Regions from separate parts of the Mus musculus genome. Here region 1 is linked to region 2. The links are chromatin contacts, called in public Hi-C maps. All regions are on one chromosome and are shown on one strand. Each heading gives the region's core, a stretch centred on a gene start, on an enhancer-like site or on the middle of the called end of the contact. The rest is flanking DNA. Distances are from core to core; before and after follow the strand shown.

What was found. Hi-C and Micro-C count contacts between places; a contact is called where the count stands out from the background.
Region 1: a Hi-C map of regulatory T cells shows a contact between it and region 2, with 2.2 times the contacts expected there. The contact joins two enhancer-like sites. A contact is called at or near these places in 6 of 39 promoter capture datasets (the 3T3-L1 cell line, embryonic stem cells, frontonasal cranial neural crest and 3 more), 9 of 484 Hi-C or Micro-C datasets (Th2 cells, bone marrow-derived macrophages, cerebral cortex and 6 more), 8 of 115 datasets of contacts at active chromatin or transcription factors (CD8 T cells, differentiating embryonic stem cells, effector CD8 T cells and 4 more) and 1 of 9 other capture datasets (bone marrow-derived macrophages).

The regions. Positions count from the first base shown.
Region 1 is chr9:42,244,892-42,252,166 of GRCm38.p6, forward strand. It overlaps a transcript of Sc5d not described here. Among named protein-coding and RNA genes, the nearest start is that of Gm40515, 6.9 kb to the left of the region's middle. Within about 2 kb of position 4,375, at least 48 of the 459 cell types and tissues checked have an H3K27ac peak or open chromatin away from gene starts, as enhancers often do. A contact at or near this core is called in CD8 T cells, Th2 cells, effector CD8 T cells and 1 more, where this site is marked.
Region 2 is chr9:42,104,849-42,111,781 of GRCm38.p6, forward strand. Sorl1 (sortilin-related receptor, LDLR class A repeats-containing) reads right to left here. Exons shown (of 48, transcript NM_011436.4): 2 at 1,580-1,696. Among named protein-coding and RNA genes, the nearest start is that of Sorl1, 16 kb to the right of the region's middle. Within about 2 kb of position 3,878, at least 174 of the 459 cell types and tissues checked have an H3K27ac peak or open chromatin away from gene starts, as enhancers often do. A contact at or near this core is called in CD8 T cells, Th2 cells, effector CD8 T cells and 1 more, where this site is marked.

The DNA.
Region 1 (7,275 bases), core at 3,125-5,624, 140 kb after region 2:
GCTTACAGGTTCCAAGGTTCAGTCCATGGCAGCATCCAGGCAGATGTGGGGTTAGAGGAGTCAAAAGTTCTACATCTTGATCCAGAGGCAGACAGGAGAAGACTGGCTCCCACGTGGCTAGGAGGAGGGTCTCAGAGCCCATCCCCAGAGTGACACACTTTCTCCAATAAGACCACATCTACTCTAATAAGACCACACCTCCTAATAGTGCCACTCTCTGGCCAAGCATATACAAACCACCATACTATTCAAGTATGTGAATGCTAGACTTTCTATAAGTAGTGGGAACGTCTCAGCCAGATAGGTACTAACCCAGGAGCCTGGGAGACTCCTTAGCTTCCTATAGCAAAGAACTTGGAATAGAATCATCAAAGGATTGTCATAGCCACTCAGTGAGCTTACTCAGTAGGGATTGCTTTGCCCACAGCCACAGCACTGCAGGCCAAGCTCACAACAGGAGCACAGCTATTAGTCACAGTCATTTCACTGGCACAGTCATTGTATTCCGTGACTTGTACCACTGCTGTAACCAAGTAGCAACTGAAGAGAAGAATATTTTATTCTGCCTTCAGTTCAAGGAGCTCATTCCATCATGGCTGGGGAGACTTGGTAGTAGTCAGATATGGATGCATGAACGGGATGCTGGCTGGTCACATGATATCCACAGTCAGGAAGCAGAGAGCCATGAATGCTATGCTTGGATCATTTTCTACCTATTTGCCCCAGACCCCAGGCTATGGAATGGCATAGCCAACTTAGGTGAGTCTTTCTACCTCAGCCAACGTAATCTAGACACTCCCTCACAGGCATGCTCAGCAGCTTGCGCCCTAGGTGGTTTTAGAGCCCATAGGGTTGATGATAGCTATGGACCATCATAGTTTCTCTAACAGGAACTGAGCCTCCCAGCATCTCCCATTCTGACTCCTGAACTCAGCATGTCAGACCGAGGAACAGACTTGCTCTCTTCACATTATTCATGCCTCTGCCAACAGAAGATCAGCCTTGCAACACCAGTGTCCCACATGGATTTCCCGGGATGGGGCTCCATAAAAGACCTTTAAAGAGGGATGGAGATGCTAGAAATCCACCCCCAGGCCTGAGTCACAGGGATTTTCACACGAAGAAGAGAGGCTTGGAGTTGAACAGAGTTTGAAGACTAGCATTCCCTAAGACGAGTTTAACTTAACTTTTAAAAGGCACAATCATCTTGGTTAGCAGATTAAATATGGAGCACAAGGGCAGCTGCTTACTGGGGCTGACATCAGAAGACATGGGTGCTTCCTCTTTTCATTAAGTCCATGTGTCCTGATATACCATCACACAAAAAGGGCATTTGATAGGGGAGTTATAAGCAGTGTTGAAGATGCTCAGTCCCTAACCATGAGCGGAACCAATATCATGTCAACTTTATGCTATGTCTCCTATGGCTAAACAGTGTTATCTCCAAACACTGTTCCTTTAGTGGAACCTTCTCGGTGCTGGAAAGGAGTGAGCAACATCCCCAGTTTTGTATACATTTGTCTGATTATGTTATCCAGTTAAAAAAATTTTACCCTTCCAAACCGTTTTAGTCAGGGTTTCTATTGCTATAGTAAAACACTGTGACCAAGGCAACTTATAAGCGGGTTTATTTGAGGCTTACAGCTCCAGAAGGGACAATCAACTAAGTCTGTCTCTTTGTTTCCATTAAACTATAATATACAATATGTGTTTGTTCCTCTAAAGGCTTTTCTATAGGCACTTTAAAGTCATCTATAGGTGATCTTAAAAACTGTGTGCATATGTGTATATATCTCTGTGTGCGTGTGTGTACGTATATATGTATGTGTGTGCATGTATACATATATATGCGTGCCACTCATTATGGATCACCCACGGTGCAGGCCTAGAATTTGTAGAAGCTGAAGAGGATCAGACAGGAAATGCAGGTGCTGTGAGCCAGCGGCTGCCTTGGGCCAGCCAAGTTATGAGGCAACAGCTGAACAGTTTTCTCTTCCCCAGGTCTAAAGAAGGCCACTGTCACACTTCCTTCTAAGCCTCACAGGACACCACCAAGCCTGAAACTAACCAGGAAAGCTGTTGTGGGAGCCATAGCTGTGGCTCAGAAACCCCACTGAGATGGGAAGTTCTCACATCAGTAACAAGTCAGGAGCTACAGCCACAGCAGTCCCCGGAGGGAACTTCATTGCATCAGATGGCTATATTTACCAAGGCAAAAGATTAAAATCTAGGATCTGAGCCTCCCATTTTAAGCAGCAATGAGGGAAAGGAGCAACTGAAGGGTAAAATAATCGGGGGTGGGGGTGGGGGTGGGGGAGAACATTGATGAGGCCAATGGCAAGCCACTAAGAAAAGTCAGTGAGTCCTGAAGTTGGGACCGTAGTCCATTGTGTCCCTGCCGTACTGTATATGGAATGTTAGCTGGTTTTGGTGTCTTAATTTGAGACAGGATCTCACATCTATCAGGGAAACCCTAAACTCCTTATGTAACCAAGGATGACTTAGACTTCTGATTTTCCTGCCTCTACTGCCCAAGTTCCAAGATCCTGGACACTTGTTAAAGTCTGATAGTGGGAGTTTTCTTTCTCAGTGCGGCAGCAGAGGGCCTGGTCTGGCCTCCTGAACAGGATCTTGAATGTTTTACTCCAGAGATGAGTGTGGGTTCTCAGAAGGATTGGGAATTGCCGGGGGCTGGAGGAGGTGGGGGCATTGCAGATCTCTGGAAATTTCTTGATAGTGTTTAGAGCATTGACTTCACTTTAGGATGGGAACTAAGTCAGGACCTCTTACGCTTCTCAGCTTGTAGCCTCTTTCCACCACAGAAATTCTTATGTGGCCTAGAGTGTACAGGTATAAAAAACAGACAGGAAAACCAAGTATCGAATGACAATAAATGATACAGAAATTCACTTAAGACAATAGTTGGTTTAGAACAATTGGCTTAGAATTTTATTATTTATTGAAGAAGAAATCAAGTGTTTATACTAATGACACAAATGCACTTATTTGTCCATGAATAATTAAATCCAGGCTAAAAATTTGATCCTGGGAGCATCTTTGATGCTTTCCCAAGCTGACTGATACTTCGCTTTTATGTACAGGGTTTATTTATGTGCAATAGTGTGTGTCTGTGGGAGTGTCTGCTACATATGTGCAGGTGCTTGTGGAGGTCTGAAGACAGTGTCAGAGTCCCTGAAGCTGGAGTTACAGGTAGGTGTGAGCCATCCAGCCTGGATGCTGCGAGACAAACCTGTGTTCTCTGGAAGAGCAGTAAGCACGCCACCATTGAGCCTTTTCTCCAGCCCTGAGTTTGATGTTATACTCATCAACTCTGAGAGCGCTGCTTTGCATAAATACATGTTACAAGTATATTTAGGACTATTTCAGAAATTGTTAGCAATTCTGTTCTAATCCCAAGACCAAATTTTTTTTTCACAATTTTTATGACACTGAGATCATCATACTAAACAGCAAGTTTTGAAATCAAGCATTTTGGCACACTCCAACTGGAAGATGTACTAGTTTGATATTCACATGCTGAGTAGTGACAGCAGCAAAACAACCAAAGTTCTCGCTATCCATAGACCATCATACGTAGAGGAGACTTCGCATGCACTGTAAGCAATGTGGTTCTAAGACACAGTGGGCTAGAAGCTGAACTGAGGTGTTCAGGCGTGTTTGCAGGTGCTCGCAGCATGGACATGCACTGTGCAAAGTGCCCGTTTGGAGCACCCAGACCCAAGGCTGCAGTCAAATAGCACAATGTAACATGGGTTAAGCAATGCCAGAAACACCCACTCAGACTGTGCAAGAAAAGTGGAAGATACAATTCAGTATTATACTACGCTAAGGAACTACAACTGCACATCTTATATGTGACGAGGGGACTGTTTAAACAATTCGTGGCAAAAAAGTCTATACATTAAACAAAAAGAAAACAAACCAAACCGCAAAAGGAACAAAATCTTTGAAAAAGAATGCATTGAATCTGAAGAAAACAATCGACAACTTAAAAAGTTTCCTCTTAGCCGGGCGGTGGTGGTACACCCCTTTAAACCCAGCACTTGGGAGGCAGAGGCAGACGGATTTCTGGGTTCGAGGCCAGCCTGGTCTACAAAGTGAGTTTCAGGACAGCCAGGACTACACAGAGAAACCCTGTCTCAAAAACCAACCAACCAACCAACCAAAAAAAAAAAAAAAAAAAAAAATTCCTCTCTTAAAAGACTAACTTGGCTCTATGCTTTTAGGCCAGTGTGAGGGGAGTGGTTTTGCCCCACATAGGCTCCTGGCTGATCTTTCCCCCTGACCACACCCAGAAAGAGCCTTGTGATCGTGGACTGAAAGGTCTGGGACCGAACCATTACAAGTCAGTCACACCCAAACACAGAGGACACACCTCGCCTTAGTCATAGCTGTCAGACCTGGTGAACTTTGAACCACATGGGAAAGGAAAGAAGAAAAGAAAGGGGGAGCTACACAGTGAGATCCTGTCCAAAAGGTGAACACCCCGCCCCCCACACCACCAGAACAACAACAAAACCACAGCTCACAGGCTGGGGATGGTGAAGATGCGTTAAAAAGACAGGAAATGCAGTCCCGAGAGACAGAAGTGTTCTGTTGCTATTAACCTCAATTCAAGATTTTTCCTTAAGACACATTATCAAGGCAATGAAAAGACAAGCCACCTTGGAGTAGATCTTTTAACAGGTACATAGAAACGTTTGTGTCACTACATACAGAACTCTGTAAATCAAGAAAGCAAAACCGGGTGTGGGTGGTGGGTTGGCTAGATTTCTGTCAATTTGACACAAGCTAGGATACTTTTGGGACACGGGGCACCAGTTGAGGAAATGCCCCCATTAGACTGGTCTGTGATGCATTTTCTTGACGATTGATGGGCGAGGGGGCCAGCTCACTGTGGGGGGGTGCTGCCCCTGGGCTGGTGGTCCTGGGTTCTAGAAGGCAGTTTTTGAATAAGCTGGGAGGAGCAAGCCAGCAAGCAGTGGTCCTCCACCGCCTCTGCAGCAGTTCCTGTCTCCAGGTTCCAGCCCTGACCTCCCTCGGTGATGTTTGGGTCTTTATTCACAGCAATAGAAGGCCTGGCTAGAACACAGATGTAATTCCAGCACTCAGGAGGCAGAACTGACACAAGTTCAAGGTCAGCCTGGTCTACACTGAGAATCCAGAACATTTGGGGAGATTTAGATAAGACTCTAGCAACTACTACTACAATTACCACCACCACTAACAATTTGGTTTTTAAAAGGCCAAAAGACTTGAACATATAGGAAAAGATGTAGTAATCTGTTTTTTTTTTGAGGTGTTTACCTGTATTAGTCGTTGAAAAATGTAAATTGATCCACACTAATGCCTTGAGAATAAAGATTGGCAATATTGTTAGTAAGACTGTGGGGAAAGCAGAATTCTCACATTGGTAGTGGGACTATAGGATGATACAACTGCTCAGGAATCCAGTTGACAGTTTCTTATAAAAACTGGACATAGGGGCTGGAGAGAACTCAGCATTTAAGAGCACTGGTTGTCCTTGCAGTGGACACAGTTAATTCCCAGCACTCATAGAGGCTCACAACTGTCTGAAACTACAGATGCAGGGGTCATGATGCCTGTTTGGCATCCTTGAGCACTGCATGTGCACGGTGTGCAGACAGACACACAGGCAAGACATCTGTGCACATAAAAAAAAACAATTAAAAAATTGTAGACAGGTATCTCCCCTACCAGCACTGAGGTAACCAAGGATTGAAACCCAATCTTGGACTACAGCTGTCTCCTGAGAGGCAGACTCTATCTCTGCATAGTTTCCCATCTTAGAAGTGTGAGGCTGTGCTGAGTCTATCAGGCGTAAGACACCAGGATATACCCTGCCCCGAACCCAATGTCTACACTTGTGAAGGGTCTGAATTCTCAAAAGAGCTGACATTATGCCACTGTACTGTGCTTTTAACATCGTCCCCTTCTTGTGAGTATAGGTGGAATATGTATAACATCTATTTATATATAAAATACATAACAAACAAATAAACAAAAACTAAAAGGGAGAAAAAGGGTTACCTTGCCCCATGAATATGCTATCCCTTCATGAATAGTCATTAAACATTGCCTAAAATCACCAGGCAGTGGTGGAGCATGCGTCTAATCCCTCCTTTTGGGAGGCAGAGGCTGGAGGATCTCTGAGGAGGAGGTCAGCCTGGTCTACAGAGCGAGTTCCAGAAAAGCCAGGCCACACAGAAAAACCCTGTCTCGAAAAAAACAAAACAAAAACAAATTTTAAAACTTCCTAAAATCTACAACACAGAACTGACTGGACCGTTCCTGGCCATGGGGAAGGTCTCTCCAGTCTTTTCTTAGCTTTAGCTAAGCAAACTTCTGCGCTAACTGTCCCTACCGTTCAACTGAATTCTTCAAGGCAATAATAACCGAAAGACACCAAGAACATCACGATGCCATGATTCCAATAGATATTCATCAGTAAGAAATGGAAACATGCTGGGTGGCAGCGGCACATACCTTTAGTTCTAGCACTCAGGAGGCAGGCCTTTGTGAGTTCAAGGCCAGCCTGGCCTATAGAGCAAGTTCCAGGATGGCCAGAGCTACTCCTAAAAACACTGACTTGAAAAACCCAAACACTAAACCAAATCAACAACAACAAATGAAATGAAAACACAGGTCCACACAATGATTTGCTCACAAATATCCATAATAGCTTTATTCAAAATATTCCCACACTGGAAATATCCCGAGTATCTATCAACAGATACACAGATTGGCCAATAGTAGTATATTACTTAGTATAAGAAGTATACTATAATAGGAATACTATTCACCAATAAAAAGAAACAATCTATTGATAAATACAACAGCACACATGTCAAAACATGTTAAGCTAAAAATAAAACTTCAACACAAAAGTATAACTCATCTGATTCAACTTAAATGAAATAATAGAACAGACAAGATTAATTCCCAGGGACAGAGTAGAGGAGTGACTACCTGGGTTGCACAGGGGGGTGGGGGGGTGACCCACTGACTGCAGAGGGAGCCAGTGCATGCGCTATGCACTGGTTAAGGATCTGTCTGTCTTGACCAGGAGTGGTGTTGGCACTGGTATAGAAATGTCAAGACAGAATTGTACTGCCGGGTCAGAAGACGAGAGCCACAGACTCAGTGCCTGACTTAATAGATGGACGTGCACTAAGTTTCTATTTGTTTCTTTAGCAGCATGTTAAGGGTCAAATTTTCATCCAATGAATGGCT
Region 2 (6,933 bases), core at 2,628-5,127:
AAAGCAAGAGTATAGAAAGCTCTGGCCAGAATGCATACAATGGAAGGTCTACAGCATGTTCTATGTACAAGGTCACCCTTGTGAAGAAGGTAGACAGCCACCCAAAAGCAGAGCAATTGCTTTGCCCACAAGGAGAAGCCTGGACCGTAGACTTGGGAGACAAAGACCAGCTCTGACCCTACGTTTTTACTTGGCCTAGGTAATATACTTTATCTGCCTACTGGTAAGACTTAGCAGTTTTTCACAAAAAAAAAAAAAAAAAAAAAAAAAAAAAGACTTCTGGACTGGGGTTGAAAGCTCAGTGGCAGAGAGGTTGCCTAGCATGTGCTAGCCCCTAGATTCCATCCTCAATACCAGAGAATAAAACCAATGACCTATATGGCCTTGTGCTGAAAAATCAGATCTGGCTGTACTGGGCCAGTAACCTGCATGGCTCCCACATCCTAAGACCTGTTTCAGCACGGCCCTGAGAAGTGTTTCTGCTGCTTCTTAATGCCTCTCTCTCTACCACTCACCAAGCACCAGACACCACACTGAAATCAAGAGACAGACAATGTTTCTTGAGCCTGTGTCTCCTTTTAAAGGTGCAGAAATGGCCTATCCAAGGCAAGCCTGGTCTGCATAGAAAGCTGCAGACTAACCAGGGCTGCATAGTGAGGCCCTGTCTCAGAAAAAAACAAAAACAAACAAACAAACACCCTTGGAGGTAGCTTTCTGGCCCCATCCTGGATCTGGGGCTCGTGCGCAGGCTTCTCAGCTTGTAAACTTGTTTTTATTTCTTCAAATCATCTAACCAAAACATCATCATCATCAACAGAAACAGTGGAAATTAGAAATTAAGAGAATTTGTGTCAGGCAGACATGGTGGCTCCGGCTCAGCAACCCAGCACTAGAAAGGCTGAGGCTGGAGGACTGCAAAGTTCAAGGCCAGCCACAAGACAGCCAAAGAAGCTATGGAGTATGCTAGAGAGTGAGACCCTGTAACAAAACAAACAAACAAACTTGATAGATGATAGATAGATAGATAGATAGATAGATAGATAGATAGGATGATAGAAGATAGAGAGATAGATGATACAAGATAGATGACTGACAGACAGATCCATAGGAGATATATAGAGAGCATGGATATACATGCAGATAAAGGGATAGTATATGATGAGTAAAGAAGAAACAGACATCATCTGTCAATAGCTCATCAATCTTGTTGGCATATGGAAAAAAAACAAAACAAAAACAGTTTAACTTGATCTGGACCAGCTCCAAGTCAACTCAGCACTAGAGTGCTCTTTGGCACTTAGTGGAGCTATGAGTGCAGACCACCTGTGAGCTTTAGACCTATCAAGGCAGACTACCTATGACGTCACAAAGTCACCCTACACTGCACACATCTCCTTGGATGCCTCCACTCTGTGTGCAGTACACGAGGGATGCACGCATTACTTTCCATATCTCTTCACTGATGTATAGTCCTTACCATCCATCCCTAACTACCCACTATTTTTTTTTCTGACATGACAACCTATTAGATCAGAAAGGGCATGTCACCAGGAGGACCCAGAGCCACACAGATACTTACATCACTGCTCTTGGGCCTTGCCAACGCCAGGCTGTCTCGGGCTAATGCCACGATCACGTTGCTTTTCTCTCCGGCCCAGTGCACCACCATCTGATTGTGGGAGTCATTCAGACTGACCTGAAAGAGACCAAAAGGAAATCAAGACCCACAGTGACCGACAGCCACACACATTCCAAATCAGGTCTCTTAGTCCTCCTCTGTCACTCAGACTCTGAGATGGGAAGTGTGGGGGTCAGGGCAGACGCTTCTCACTGCCCTGCAAGTTCTACCATTAGCACCTTCCTCAGGAAGAAACACCAACCCCTTTTGTAATCGGTGACCCTGTGCATTTAACCAGACTGCAGAAAATCTTCCCAGGATAGCACTACCCAAGGGACTACTTGCTTTGTTTTATCGTTGTTGACGTCAGTCCCCAGCTACGCTGATCTTTACTCTGTGTGTGTGATGTGCACCTGTAAAACTGTAAACGAATCACTGAAATGTCCTGTTTGTTCAAAACGAAATTCTCCATAGGCTTGAAATCGTGGGATGGGAGAGGGCTAGCTAGTTAAGGATGGGCAATGAATGGAAGGAATAGCTGGTCTTTTTTAAAATTTACATTTACACATATTTAGCAAGCACGTGCACACACACACACACACACACACACACGCGCACACGCACACACACGCATGAACGCACTACAGAGCATGTGTGGAGCTCAGAGAACAGGACAACTTCCTTGGAGTCAGGCCTCTCCCTTCAACCACATGGTTCCTGGAATTGAATTTAGGTTATCTGTCTTGGCCACAAGCACCTTTACCTCCTGAGCCATCTCACCCATCAGCAGGAAAAACCAGATGGTCTGCAGCATGGTAGGATGGCTATCATTGGCAACAAGCCACCACGCCCGGCTAATTGTATTCAAAAATGAAGGAGATTTTAAGTAGTCTCCCCGCTGACTCTGACTGGGGTGTCTGTCTCTTAGTTCCCCAACCGTTCCCTGAATGTACCAGTTATCTCTATCGCACACCCCCTGAAACATCTTCACACTGTACCTCGGGAACACGGGCCAGTGGTATGCCAATTAAAAAACAACTTAAAGTATTTTTCAAAATTTCACAGGCCAAAAGGTCACATGCTTTTTGAGCTTCATGCTAAACCAGTGTTTCGTGGCAGGGAGACATCACTGCTCCACGTCAGCTAAGCATGAGAGGCGAAAGGAAGGCTGCCTTATGCAGTCTCTCTACTTTTCCTTGTTATTTGTTTAAGACAGGGTCTCATTAGGTAGCCTTAGTGATCATGATCCTCCTGCCTCAGTGCTAAGAGAGATAACAATGTGTCACATTTATTTCCCTTTTAATGTCTCAAATGAGGAAACCTTTCTCAGATCTGAACAAAAGTAGCCTTTTAGATTACTGCTAACAGAAGTCCCCAGACTTGCAATTTTGTAAACCAGCAAAATTAAAAAAAGAATATATAAGCCAACCAACCAAGGACTAGGTAGCCATTTCTGTGGCTAAGCCACCATGTCGCAGCTTGACCACCTACTCTCTTGATATACTTTCTGAAGTCACCATAGACTCTTCTTCTCCAGCCTGAGACAGCAAAGGTGTATCCCAGGAACAGAGTTCTAGACAGAAGACTTTAAGAGATGATCCATAGGACCACTCTACCCTGGACCATGCACAATTCTGTTTTCTTCCCCCATCCACAGGTGGCAACTCCGGATCCTAATGGCCCAGATGCAAGCAGAGAAACAGGGTAGAAAGATCCTGGGTTCCTGATTGATAGGCCTGCCGCTGATCCAGGAACACTCCCTCTGAACTGATTAGAATTGAGAGCTATCCTGACGCTAGAAAGCTTTCAGCGTCTGTCTGTAGAAACTGAGGAAGGCTATAAGGGGAATAAAGAGCCCTTTGTTCCTTCAGCTCGATCTTGCCTCATGGGCCTAGCTGTGTGGCCTTTTCTCCTTTCCCTATTGTGGCTGTGGCTACCACTCTGAGCACACGTGTTCTCGACTTAGTTGCCATGCACTGACAGACATCAGCTCCAAGATGACTCACTTTCCAGAACACTTGAGCTCTACTCAACCTGTGGGGACACCGACAAGCTCTGGTGCATCACTGAGAAGCTGAACAAGGCCTCCCCAAACCCAGAGCTCCTGCAGAGTTGTCTGAAATAAGCCTTGTCTGCTGCCAGCCTCCTGAGTCATCTCAAACCCACAGGCTTGGAGGCGGAGCTTTAGGGACTCAGAGCCTGCCTCTGAAGCCAGAGAGCTCACCTGCCCGGCCCTAGCACCACTCTAGAACTAAGGAAAAGTTCAAGTTGAGTGGGCCCACACTTCTTTCTGCAGAGCTCTGGCAGAAAACCTGCCCCTCTTCACAGCTCCACCCTCTTCCTTTCCCTTCTTCCTCCACCCTTGTATCTCCCCACCCACTCCGTAGGGGTGCTCTCAGATGTCACAAGGGAGAAGAAAAACACCTGGGCCACAAACTTGGCAGCCAGCCCCACCAAGAAGCTAACTAACCTGCAAAGGCCCTGCTTTGGATTTGAGGCACCTGCATCTAATTTGATCCAAGAACCAAACACTAAAAACTACCTGAAGAGAGACGGCTTCAAATAAAAAGAGATGATAATATATATATATATGTATACATCTCATTACCAGTAGATAAGTCCAGGCAAGCATCAACAGAAACATGCAAATCAAAAACAAATAAATTATTTAACTCAAAAAAAATAATAATAAAACCAGCTAAGGGACTCCCCCACCTCCTCCTGCCCCCAAGAGTCAAACTTTACTGTTACTTTCTTTCCCTTCCCCTCCCTTCCAACCTAGGCTTCCAGGAAGAAACTGGGAATACTGCTGGATCAGAAGCCCACCAACACAGACACCTCAGACACTCGGGCTAAAACCCTCTCTCGCCTACAAAACCATCTGCACCCTAGGAACAAACAAGACACCTATGTAAATGACACTCAGAAAGGGGTTAGGAACCTAGGGGAATCACCGGAAGTTCACCAGAGGTCAGAGATAAAAAGGCCCACCTGTACTCAACCTGGCCATCCTCAAAAGTGGGCGAAGCCCTCCCTCTGGCAGGTTAACAATCAGAGGACACGTTGAACAGGCTACAAAGTGTTACAGGATCAGAGTGGGGAGGAGGTCTGACAACACTTGCTGGGGTCTTTGTAGCAGAGAGCATAGGTTTCGTTAACTGATCCTAAGGGGTGAGGGATAAAATGGGCACAAAAGAGAGGCATCAAAATATTCCAGGGTATTCTTATAAAGAGAGCCTCTGAGGGGAAGAGCAAACTCAGTGGAACTTTTTTTTTTAAAGCCTTTTCTATCTGATGTCCCCTTTATCCCTAAGAGCAGACTGGAAAAGGGCAGCCCAGCAAGGTGAAAGAGAAGGCTCCCTGACAAGCAAAGGCTTGTCCAAGGGTCACCAGGCACTCACACAAACAGTTCAGTTCCTTGCCTTGGCAGAGATGTCAAGCATATCCAGTCATGAGAATACCTCCCTGGTGAGTCACCACTAATCTTCAAGGCAGCCCAGGTGCCCATCCCCCCACGCCCAAAGCACAGGACCCAAATCAGTAGCAGGAATCGATGCACCCCAAGGACAGTCAAGGGAGCCAGGAGAGGAAGGTCAGCACACCATAAATTTTATTAAGATCATGACATGCAGTCTATTTTCCTCCTGTCCATAGCCGAACTACAGGAAAAGGCAGGATGCAGTCCCCAGGGGACTGTGACCGAGAAGCCAACAGCCCCCAGGGCAGCCCACAGCATGGAGAACGCACAGATTCCTGTGGCTTGATCCCCTTGGTGATTTCTAGTGTGTTTGGGTCCTTTGCCCGGCTCCACTGCCAGCTCTCCGGATCACCTGCCCTCTACAGCAGCTGCAGGCTTGCAGACTGGTTCCACCAGCCTCTCCCACTTAGTTCCACAGGCTGATCTAGGAGACACCGGTCTGCCAGTGGGCGGGAGAAGGTGGGAGTGTGACTTTTCCAGGAACATAACCTTGATGTGTAGTCAGTCATAACCATAACCCCGGGCTGTGAACAACCTTCCTTCTCTTGTCTCTGGCGCACAGGGCATAGCCGGAGCCTGATAAATGAGATGCAATTAATTGGGGCCTGTAACGGCAACAGGGAGGAGCCGAGTGCCTCTGCTTGGGGGGGGGCGGGGATGTGATTGCATGCTATAGGGATCTCTGAATAAAACTCCATCTTAGATGACAAACTAAATCTAAAGGCCTGTCAGACCTCTGGTAGGCTCACAGGCGAGGGGTTTAAGAGAACCCCAAGAAGCCACCTGGTCTAGGATGAAAGCGCTGGAGGTAACTCCTTTAGGCTCAGACCTCTAGAGGTTACTCACTCTGGCTTCAAAATCAGAGGTTGCCTGGTCCATAAGCAAAACCCTGGAAGCCATGGGGCCCAGGATCAGTATCCCAGAATTCACCTGGTTAAAAAACAGAGATCAAGAGATCTGCTGCCTAAGATCAGAAGCCCTGCAAACTCCTCCATTCGGAGGCCCTCGGAAGGTAACCCATGAATGAGCATTTAGAAAACACATAAAAGTCTCTAGCTCATTTGGGAGATGATGAGTCTGGTCTGTTCTCTTGCTTCCAGGTAGTGAGAAGCGAAGAAAACACTGTGTTGGTGGGCTAAAGAGAAATCAGCATGGTCTTTGCCGGGGAGCTGGCATGGTTGTTAATGAAGACTCTATGTGATGCTAACTCATTGCTTTACTACAATGTGCCAGGCACAAAAGGTCACATACTGTATGACTCAGTTTATATAAAATATCCTGGGCAGAGAAATCCACAAGGACAGAAAGCAGATGAGGGGCAGCCAGGAGGCTGAGGAGGAGGAGAGGAGGGAAGAACTGGGTTTCTTTAGGAGGTAGAGAACATCATGGACGCAGACAGAGAAAATAGATACACAATGCACAATGCACGGACATTCCAAATGCCACTGGATTCTCAATGGCTGTTATGTAAATGCCGCCTCATTTTAAAAGCATTTCTATGACCCGGGTAGAACACTACACTTCTCAAGTGCAGATCCAATACCTAGGAGCTCCTACTTGTAAGAAGTACTTATTTCCTTTCAGCTCACAGTGAGCCCGATACTACCAAAATATGCAGCTCAAAGGAGTCATAATGGAGGCTGGCTGGGGACAGGGTCTCTGGCCAAAGCAATACTTCAAAGCGCTGTAAACAGCATCTACATAGTCACGGCATGCACATCAACCTTGTTGTCCCCAGCTAGAGCGACAGTCACAGGCTTACAGGCTCAGCTCCTGAATATTAGCTACTGCAGGCTCTCAGCAATCACCCACTCCTTGGCATAGCTCAAAGTCTTTA